Regions from separate parts of the Sus scrofa genome. Here region 2 is linked to region 1. Evidence: chromatin contacts called from public HiChIP or PLAC-seq data. All regions are on one chromosome and are shown on one strand. The core of a region is the stretch at or near the end of the contact, and the rest is flanking DNA. Distances in the headings are between cores, read along the strand shown.

Evidence for each region. HiChIP or PLAC-seq counts read pairs in DNA pulled down with a chosen protein or histone mark.
Region 2: an H3K27ac HiChIP or PLAC-seq map of skeletal muscle shows a contact between it and region 1, with 8 times the contacts expected there. The contact joins two enhancer-like sites. A contact is called at or near these places in 2 of 47 Hi-C or Micro-C datasets (embryonic fibroblasts and heart right ventricle) and 1 of 2 datasets of contacts at active chromatin or transcription factors (skeletal muscle).

What each region holds. Positions count from the first base shown.
Region 1 is chr14:9,621,041-9,626,495 of Sscrofa11.1, reverse strand. No RefSeq gene overlaps it. Among named protein-coding and RNA genes, the nearest start is that of CDCA2, 110 kb to the right of the region's middle. Within about 2 kb of position 2,870, at least 6 of the 83 cell types and tissues checked have an H3K27ac peak or open chromatin away from gene starts, as enhancers often do. A contact at or near this core is called in skeletal muscle, where this site is marked.
Region 2 is chr14:9,983,274-9,988,728 of Sscrofa11.1, reverse strand. All of the region lies in intron 6 of EBF2 (transcription factor COE2), which reads left to right. Among named protein-coding and RNA genes, the nearest start is that of EBF2, 42 kb to the left of the region's middle. Within about 2 kb of position 2,243, at least 13 of the 83 cell types and tissues checked have an H3K27ac peak or open chromatin away from gene starts, as enhancers often do. A contact at or near this core is called in skeletal muscle, where this site is marked.

The DNA.
Region 1 (5,455 bases), core at 1,621-4,120:
AATTCTCCCTCTGTTTATTGCCCCCTGCAGGGCTCTTACGCCACCATGAGGTGTTGACATGGTAAGGTGAAAAGGATGCAGCATAACAATAAAATCAAACTACAGAAGTATTTACTGAGCATCTACTACCAATTCTGCACAGAGGGAAAAAATATGATTCCTGCAATCAAGATGCTTGAAATCAGGCCAAAGAGTAAAAGCTAATAGAGAATCATGAAAGAGAGAAAATGGTTTACAATTGAGCACAAAATCAGGTGACTGACACTTAAGACAACCTTCACGTCTCTGCCTCACCCCTAAGTCTGTTCTGCACACTTCAGGCAGAGACATCTTTCCAAAATGCAAATCTTAACTGTGTCACTTCCTGTTTAAGAATTTCAGCAGCTCCACCTCCAGATGAAGTCACTTTCCCTCACCATGGTTTTAAAGGCCATTCGGGACTGTTTCTTGTTTCTCGCCACACTTCCTCCCTGGTCCTCCATGTGTGCCCAGAAGTATGCACTGTTCCACAAACACCGTGGGGGTAAGCATCACTCCTGCATCCTTCATCCCTTTCCCAGCATGCCTCTCTGCTCATGCTGTTCCCTCTGCCTGGAACATCAACACACAACCCCCATCATGCTGACCAATGCCCATCCTTCAAAACTTAGCTCAAACATCATGACCCACTGGGACCTCGTCCCTTGTTTCCACAGCCTCTCACCCTCCTACATCACAAGATTTAGTCGCCATATTGTAAGGATCTGTTTAACTGGCTGTTACCACGATTCTACTTTAAGATCTGTGAGGCCAGAAGCCAGGATTATCTTAACCAAGGTGGCATTCACTCCCCCTGGCACAAGGCACATCCTGAGTGTTCACTGAATATGTTTGAATGAATGAATGCGTGCTGTGGACAGTTAGAGAAAATGAAGATTAATAAGGACTAGGACACGAAGAAAGGAAGACTGCATGGAGGAGGTACTAATTAACTTGGACCTCATGGGTGAGTAGGATTTCAGACATGGAGAGGGGAGGTCAAACTATGGTCAGCAGTGTAGGTGAAATATGTGAACTATGTCCAACACATAGAGGGTGTTCAACTAATTGTAAATTAATGAATGAATGGATTAATGAATAAAAAATGAGTAAATGAGTAGCTTTCTTCATGAAGGGAACAGAAAAATAACCTGAATTAAAGGCATCTTTCTGAAAACTTAGAAAACTAGTGCCCTTTATCAACACCCCCAAACATTTGGTAACAGAATATGTGAATGCAAGTGGAAGAGTTATCAAGAAGTCACAAATAACCAGCACTTTCCATGTCCTGTGTCATTTCTGACATCCTCCAACTTTACCTCCACTTGGATGTTTTGTTGTTATTTTTAAGAGGTCCAGGAACCTAGGAAAATGATTTTCAGTTGCCTTCTGACTTTGCCTATGTTCAGTGAGTTTTTTCCACAATTCTCACCTTAAAACAAAAAGAAATGCAGCCTTCTTAGCAAAAGCATATCCAGAACGGCAGAGACTGACAGTCATTTCAAAGCCAATCCCAAGAACATTTGTCAGATGTGATAGGTTCCGAGATCTACCCTCTTCTCAAATGCCGTGGATTATCCCGGAATTTTTTATTTGGTTTGCAGTTCTCCTGGCTAGAAGTCCTGATTAATAGGGGACACGAAGCCCTGTTTAGAAAAATTCAATACATTACGCTCTAGTCTAATATATCCTACACAACTCTTGCAAACCCACATTGCAGTGTTCACGTTGACTCCCTCCTCTGGGGGTTTGAGGGGCCAGGAGAGGGGGGAGTGAAGAGAAAGAAACCAGCTTCTTGGCAGCTTCTCAACAATAGTTTCAGCTCCCTATCCCCTCCAAAAAAAAAAAAAAAAAATCTTTTACATAGTTGCTCTAACCAAGAAAATATGCATAGCTTCTGACAGATTGGATAATGTGAAGATTTGAGAAAATTGTGCAATTCCCCTTATTTTCACTTCACCCCCAAATGCTTTGGGTACAAATATAACTTCCACCCACCCACAAGAGTAGTTTCACTTTCTTCCGTTGACCAGTGGGACCAGGGAGCAGTAGTGAAGCTAAGGCACTTCTTTTTAGGCAAGGGACATCAAAATGACGCCCAGTCTTGTCCGGGGCTGCCCCTCTTGGTCACTGCTCAGCTGGAGTGCAATCTCTCTCAGCAGCAGCCCCAGCTGACCCAGCTTCACTGCGATTAGATATTTCTGGACAACACAAGGAAACCTTCCAACTTGTACGTTGGAGAATCAAAAGGAACTTGAATCCCAGAGCATGGTTGCCAAGAAACTCTATATGATGCAGGTGCAAATCATTTTCCCCCTTCTTTTAAATTCAGACTCATTAAAATATGTATTTTGCAAGGGGATTAAATTCAAACATCTGGGAAAGGGGGGGATGTAGCCACAACTCTGGAAATATTTTTTGCACTTGGTTTCACATTTTGATTGTCTCGTTTCTTTCAGGTTGGGGGTAAGAGGCTGCATGCTGGTGGGATGACAGAAAGGGGCAAGGAGAGAGTTGGAAAATGACTTCGAAGGGCCCCGGACTTCATCAGCAGCCGTAATTGTGGGAAAGTAACCTGAAGATGCCAAACAACAGGAAATTACCAGAAGAATCTGTCAGCACAATCAGCTGCTATTTTCATTGTTCTTTGGCAAATTTATACACAGTCGGGAACACCTGGGCTGGCCTGAAGCCCAGGTTTGACTAATTGCCAGGGGAGAGGAGTCGTCATTTGTCTTCGGAGGGATTTCCTCCGTTCGCTCCTCAAAACATGTGGTTTCACTTTTCCCCTCTCTCCGCAGGAAATGGCAGGACAGTGAGACGCAAAATAAATGAGTTCACTTCCAAGAGGTTGCCTCCTAAGAGGCCACTCCAAAAATAACTGTCTTGTGAGAGGTTGTTAATAACCAAGATTCTATATACTGTCCTCAGAAAACAACATTTCAAAGGCACCACAATTTCCACCCCCCCACCCGCCCCTTCTCCTTCCAAACACCGGGCACATTAAAAACACAAGCCATGGGAGACAGAGAAGTCATCTGCAGTCTTCTGCGGGGGGCGAACGTCGCTCCGCTCTCTCTTTGGCAAAGCCTCTCTCGTTGGAGGATCACCTCACCCAAATCCTCTTCCCTGACAAGTGCAAGGTGAGATGGAATAGTAAGGGACGTCAGAGCCTGGTCTCCCTTGCTCTCCTCTGCTGCCCATCACCCACCTCCCTCTGATACCCTGCATCTCAGCTTCCCGGTGGGGACCAAGGGAGATGCCTCAAAGGCCCGGGCTGAGCCCTGCTCACCTTTGCTGCCCTGCGCCTGGCATGGGGTTGGTGCCAGATCGGTATTTGTCGGATGAAGAACACCAAATCACCTGCTTTGTGGCCAGCATCCCAGGAATGGGTGTAGATATTCCTAAATGTCTAGAGCTTCAAGAGATCACCTTTTTACGAGAACCACCTGCCGGAGTGACAGGCTTCTCCCCTAACCTCTCTCCATATTTTTATAGGTTCACATACCACTCCAAACACACGCAACTTCTACCTCAGACCCCTCTCATTATTCCAAGCTCTGGCTGAGATATCCTATTTGGGTAGCAAAGTCATCTTTTATATTCCTTCTTGAAGCCAATGGAGCTTTCTAACTTAATTGCCCAGTATTTTAAATGTGCTGATGGGGAAATGTCACAGGGACAGTATGTTTCACGTTGAAATGCACCTCCGCCTTTGGTCTACTTTCACCTGCGTTGTGTTCAACCTTTCCCGTGATTTAGGGGCTCTGGCGTCACGTCAGCAAAGAATCAACTGCTTTTCCTTTCTTTCCTTCTTTTTTTTTTTTATAAAGCATTTAGAGCATGCGGCAGATCATTACTACCCTCCGTGAAGCCAGCAACATTTGGGTTTGATTTGGTTTCAGTCGCAGACCCCTTCCTCAACGTCCAGCGGCACTGTAATTCTAAACTGACCCACCGTCCCCCTAGCAAAGGTGAAAAAATGTTATGGAGCGTTTTACAACCCACAGCCCATCACTCATGCCGAAAACACTGGGAGAGTTCAGACTTGGCTTATTTTTGCTAACTTGGAGCTGTTCTGACATGTTTATTTGTTTAATTTGTTTATTTTGACTAGCTCTGATTATAATTGGCAGCAGCGTGTAGCATTAACATTAGACAGTGTCTTAGACTTGTCTGTTACAATGATGCAAAAAGAATGTGAAGGAAAATCTACCCACTGCAGAACAATAGCAGGCAGGCAGGCAAACTACAGGAGACTTCTTCCACAAAAAATAAATGCAACCTTGGTTTTCAATTGTATTTAAAAATTTGCACAACAACACGAATGATACTTGAACATCAATATTTCTTTTACCCAATGAATCTGCCCCCTCTGTAAGATACTTGTGCAACAGTTACTAAAAGTGGATTATTTAATCTAACCTTTGGATTTCTTTTGGGGGGGGGTATTTTTTTCAATTGTTCTCTGGGCTCTTTACAAAGAAAGGCACAATAATTATTTGATAACACTCCAGTAATGTTGGGATGATCCCATAGTAGCCAATGTAGTTTATGGTTGAAAATGTACTTTCTGCATTTGTTGCCTCAAAACCCCTGAACGATGAGTTTACATGGCAAACAGAAGTTGATCTGAATTAGGCAACTTCCCCTGGATTTCTGTCGTATTTGCCAAAACAATGGTCGTATCCCCCCAACATTCTTCTCGGTACTTGTAAGGGTCTACATATAGCCTGTTTCACAGGGCTGATCCACACTCTATATATAAAAAATATATGACCCATTTTTAAAGGAAAAAAAAAAATCCGTGTTCATTGTTCAGCCAGACCACACATGGAAGTCCCTGTGTCCTTTACGAGCCTTAGTCCTAAGCCCGTTAACAGTGCCCTGTTCCCCCAGCCTCATCCCTCGCCCGGGAGTGGAGTTAAAGACTGCGCTCCTAGGCGTGCCTGAGAGGACATCTGGCCACAGCTCCTTGGAGGGGAAAATAAGGAATCAGTTCATCTATACATTCTACTGCCAATTATGCACAGAGCGCAAACATGCCTTGCTCACATTTATTATCCCATAAATATTTTCCCCATGCGCAGTATGGTATATTGGAACGCCATATGCACTCTGAGACGGGGGCCAAGTTCAGGTTGCCGTATCTACGCCAAGCAGCCCAGAGGTCTCTGCAAGGAATACTTGCTCTACGAAGCCTGGAGTCTCTGGGCAATTGATCCCTCAGCTTCGACTTTGACTTCCTTTTAGCTTAAATCAGACGTCTTTGGGGCAAGGCAACCCACCCTAAGAGTGTGTGAGTGGCTAGTTACACTGCACTTCCCCTGGGGAGTTCCCGCTTGGGCTGTGTTTGAGGCACCAGCTTATGCTATGGAAGGGAACTGGGAAGAGACATTTCTCTTAGGAGGCTCTGGAGTGTTCTTGATAGGAAGCT
Region 2 (5,455 bases), core at 994-3,493, 360 kb before region 1:
GTTAAAGGATTCAGCATTGTTGCAGCTATGGTGTAGATTGCAACTGCAGATTGGATCTGATCCCTGGCCCAGACACTCCATATGTCGAGGAAAGGCCAAAAAAGAAAAAAAAGAAAAAGAAAAAAAAGAGTCGAGGTAGGGAGAAAGAGAAGTGACCTCAAGGGAGAGGCTTATTGGGAATTCAGTGGATGGAGATGGCATTTAGAGCCCTTCAAAATGGGACTTAAGGGAGTTCCGTCATGACTCAGTGGTTAACAAACCCGACTAGTATCCATAAGGACGTGAGTTCAATCCATGGCCTCACTCAGTGGGTTAAGGATCCAGCCTTGCCATGAGCTGTGGTGTAGGGGGCAGACATGGCTCGGATCTAGTGTTGACGTGGCTATGACACAGGCCAGAGGCTACAGCTCCGATTCGACCCCTTGCCTGGGAACCTCCATATGCCTTGGGTGTGGTCCTAAAGAGACAGAATGAAAAAAAGGTACTTAAAATGAGAGAGCTGGGAACATGTTCGCAGCCCAGAAAATAGGCAAGGAAAATGTTTCTTCTCCTGTTCCCCTTCCTTCTCCTCCTTTTACCAGAACAAGTTGGTTGTTTCCGAAACACAACCTAAAAAGGAGAAACTGTAGCATGGGTGAGTGCGAACGAGATTAGCCAAATAATCAATATAAACTATATCACCACCAGTATGCAATTTCCTAGGGAACAACCTCCGGTTACCAGGATGCAGTTTCAGTTGCTTTAATAAATGTAGTTTGCCTTTATCCCTAAGTAGCTCAGCTGATGAACTGACCACTGCTTGTTTAGGGTGTGCAGTGGTGGGGAGAAGGTTGGTAACTTTTGTTACAAACCTGAAGGTAGAGGCTACCTTGGAGATGTATATGCATGTATACACGAATATCTTATAATTTTATATACACACACACATGCATATTTACATATATCTACACACACGAATAAATACATATATATGCACACACATAGACGCATAAAACAAAGGTGACATGCTTATTTCATGCAGGTAACACAATGTTACAGACTGGCGGAGCGTGGGCCGGTAAATGTCTATGCCTCAGTGCCTCTGAGCTCTGCATCCCCACAAGGGGCACTGAGGAGGGGCAGTGAGAACCACCACCCTTGGGGTCTGATGCCTCTGCAGGCCTCAGGGAATATTCTCAAAGGCGACGTGCCCTTCCCTCGAGCAGGCTTTCCGAGATGTCATAAATAAATAAATAACATTTGCCGTTGTTTAGAAATCAATTAATTTGTAAGTTGAAAGGTCAGGCAAAATATTTGGCGATTTCCGAGGCAGCTCTCAAGCTGCAGCGGGCGCCCTGGCAGCAGCTGTCAGGATGGGGCGCTCAGCTGCTCCGCGCCCAGAATTTTCTGCCGGGGGGACGGGTGACCGCTTGATTAGTTGCTACTGGGTTTTGTTCAAGGGAGAGCTCTGCATGGTTGCATTTTAACACCTTCTCCACTAAGCAGGAGGCCAGCACAGGGTGCTAAATTCCTGTCTGTGGCTGTCTGTGAAATAAATCTGTGTGTCGTGCCGTTCCAAGCTGTCAGCAGTGGTTCGCCCTGATGGGCCCCTGAAAGGAGTTTCCTTTCTGTCTGTGGAACAGTGAGTAGCCACTAGGGAGCTGTCTTTAGCTCAGATTTCAGAGTTAGCTCATTAGACCAATAACAGCAGACACTCGCTTCAACATATTCACAAAGTTATATTATGAGAAGGGGAAAAATCGCCTGGGCCAGACAATGCCAATATTTGGTTTCCCCTGCCTCCTGGACCAGCTGAGATGGGAGACGGGAAGACTCCATCACCCCAGCCGCACCCCCCCACCCCCGCAATCCATCCAAGCTCCCCCCCCCCGCCCCCCTTTCCTTTCTGATGTGTGGCCTATCTCCGTGACAAGTTTATTTATCAGAGCAAAGTTCCTTCCCTTGCTGGCTAGGCAGCCGCTCTCGTCCATTTTCTCGTTCCTTCGTAACCAGAGTCTCGGGCAGCAATATCTGAGGTGGAGGACGGCCAGTGAGATGATTATTCCATGTTCTGGCTCTTCTGGCTCGTTCTCTGAATGCATGTTTTTCCTCTTGGCTCTCGGACGTCGGCAACCTCCTCAGATATTTATGGGAGATTCATGACACGAAGCCAGGGACTAAATTTCTGAGTGGGGTGTTTCCCTGCAAAACGGTTTTGGCCCTTGTCCTCTCCCGAGCCGTTCAGCTCCTCTCCAGTAAACACGCCAGGCTTGCTGTACCGCTCTGCCCGCCTGTCACTGGCACACGACCTGCTAGACTCTAGTAGACGTACCACACGGATGCCACTTGTGAAGCATCTCAGAACTCTTTATTTTGGGGGCCCGTGTTTAGAATCACGACTGGAAGGCACGAGACCCAGTCCACATCCAGTTGCCAGGCTTTTGCTGTGTTTGCCCCTCAGTAAAGGCTCTCCACTTCCTTGGTGGTTATTTCTGTGTTAAGCGCTTTCAAAATTTTTTAAAAATCTTTTTTGGATGATGGATATTAGGTCCATGCTGGCTTTACTCTCCTTACAGTTATTTGTCGTTATGATGTGCGATCTGATTTGCGTCTGGTAAGGCTGCTTTTACAGTTACATGTAGATCTGCCTTCAGAATCCCCTGGTGCTCACTCATGTAGAACACACCACATACGTTCATCCTTGGCTGCAGCACAAGGGTGATGCGCTTCTTTCTGAAAAATAAAAATCTCGGGCAAAGTCTGTTCAGCCATTGTCCAGTGACTCAGGAAAAGGAAAGAAAGGACAAAATAACTTTTCTCTTCCTTTATGACAAATTCGAACTCCCACTCCATGTGCTGTCCGCGCTCCCCCCCCCCCTCCGCCCTTCACTCATGGATAACTTAAAAATGGCTCAACTTGAAATTTTCCATGTGTCCAGGAAAGCTCCTGGGACTTCTGAGGATATGTAGGCAGGAAACACTTCAGAACATATAAGCAATCAAAAATTTGTTTTCTGTTTGAGCATGGCGAATAAAATGTCACGAACTCTTTGCCTTAACTATCTTGGTCCACAGTTTCATACACGCGTAGTGTGTTGTTTTTATTTTTGTTTTTGTTTAGTTTTTTTTGGGAGGGGGGGAGCCTGATAAATAGGGTTAAGTGTAGTTTGTTCCTTGGACAGTTAACTATGTATTTCTATATAGAGTAGCTTTTTTTTTTTTCTTTTCTGTTTGGTGTTTAAGGGAACAAATGCCTGGCATATGAAAAATGAAGATGACAAAATGCTGCTAATTTAATACCAGCATTAGAATTTTAAGGCAAAAGGAAAAAGTAAAATGGGAAGCCATAGTTCTTATCCTATTTGCACTCTGCCCTTTTCATAGAGGATTTCCCCCTCACCCCCCAATTAACTACAGTTATCTCAGTGAGGATTGGGGTGGTTAACTGAATATCTTGGGCATCACTTCAGTCTCTCTCTCTGTGCCACCAGCAGGCTGCCTTCTGGCTCTTGGATGCTCAGTTTAATGGGCATATGGGACATGACCTCACTGGGTCCTTCTCAACCAAGGCTTCTCATGGTGATAAAGGCAGAAGGTGTTTGCAATGTCACTGGTCAAATGCAGACTGGGAAGAAGAGGGAGGGGATTCCAGTGAGTGGGGGAGAGAATGTGTGAATGGGGCCATCATGCCCATGGTGGCTTTCTGTAGTCTTCCCAAGGATGGGACATTAGGAAAGTGTCCCTGCCTCTTGCCATATGCTGTAAGTACTGCTTCGTGAAAACAGACTCACACCCGTGTATCACTTAAGTCCATCTGGTACGCGATTTGTGCAAACGAATATTGACCTCGAAGGTCTCCCAGGCCCTGCTGGTCATGACGATTGCATTGGAATCGGGGACACAGTCTCCCAAGTGGATTCAAATATTAGCCTCTGTGAATAGCCCAAATGTAGGACATTTAAAACGATTTCACTTGGAAACTATGCGGCGATATCTTCCTTCTTCAGGGAAAAACGCTGCGATATCTGGTAAAACGATTTTTAAGGGAAACGTACGTGTGTTACTTTTCAAGTGGTACCAGGCTGGGCGAGGTGTTGAATTGGGAGCTGCTTTCCCATGGGGGAGTGTGTGTGTGTGTGTGTGTGTGTGTGCATGCAAAAAGTGGCAAGCATATGGGACAGTGATGGTTCTTTAGGGGGTCAAGATCTGAGTCTGATGCAGGAATTCAGGACAATCCCAGTCTTGCAGCTCAGCCTCTGCTCTGTGGCTTGGAGGACCCATGTGGGCCTGGGACCTCCAGGCAGGGATTTAAAAGTCTCCATGTCTTTTAGGCTCCTCCATCCTCTCAGGGTGACCCTTCCTAGCAGCTTTCATTTGTGCTTTCAAAGGGGGGACTAATTAGCTACTTATTTCTTTGCGTATCTCTTTCAGTGTTTATTTTTACAAATGGACCCTGGATAGAGACGATCTCTGAAACTCAACTCCAGTGAAGACGTACAGGAGAGCAGATAGTAAATGACAATATTAGTCGGAACACATGATGGAGTAAATTGTATCTCTAGTTTCCCAAAGGGAACTGATACCACAGTGATTCACATTTTGTGAATGGAGAATGTCGGAAGCCATAGGGAATGCTCAGGGACTCGATCAAGGTCAGGGAATGAGTCAGTGCGGAAGGCAAGTCACAAAGTCTGGCAGACTGACAGCTCACTAAAAGGCCAACCTCTCTCCCTGTTGACCCAGTCATTTCAAACATGGTAACATGAAATGATCAGATCAGTGAAATGATCAAACCACAGATGCCATCTTCTTTGACATAAGCCTGGTTCAAAAGAGTAAGGATAGGAGTTCCCTGGTGGCTCAGCATGTTAAGGACCTGGTGTTGTCACTGCTGTGGCTTGGTTTGATCCGTGGCCTGGAAACTTCTTTTTTTTTTTTTTTTTTTTTTGTCTTTTTTTTGCCTTTTCTAGGGCCACTCCCATGTCATGTGGAGGTTCCCAGGCTAGGGGTCTAATCAGAGCTATAGCCACCAGCCTTCGCCAGAGCCACAGCAATGCAGGATCCAAGCTGAGTCAGTGACCTACACCACAGCTCACGGCAACGCCAGATCCTTAACCCACTGAGCAAGGCCAGGGATCAAACCCACAACCTCACGGTTCCTAGTCGGATTCGTTAACCACTGAGCCACGACGGGAACTCCCTGGCCTGGGAACTTCTTCATGCTGCAGGCACAGCCAGAAAAAAAAAAAAAGCAAGGATAGAGCACAGTTCTTATTAAGTCATACCTTCTATGTCTCATTGAGAATATTTCTTAAGACTTCTGTATTTTAACTCCATCAATTTCTTTGCTTCTATTATGGGGCTTTCTTGAAAAGCCTGCTCCTTTAGTAACAGAACACATTTATTTCTCCCTTCTGGTGAGAAAGCCTGTGCTCTCATCTCGGGCCCCATGAAAGTGACCATGTGAAGATGGCCA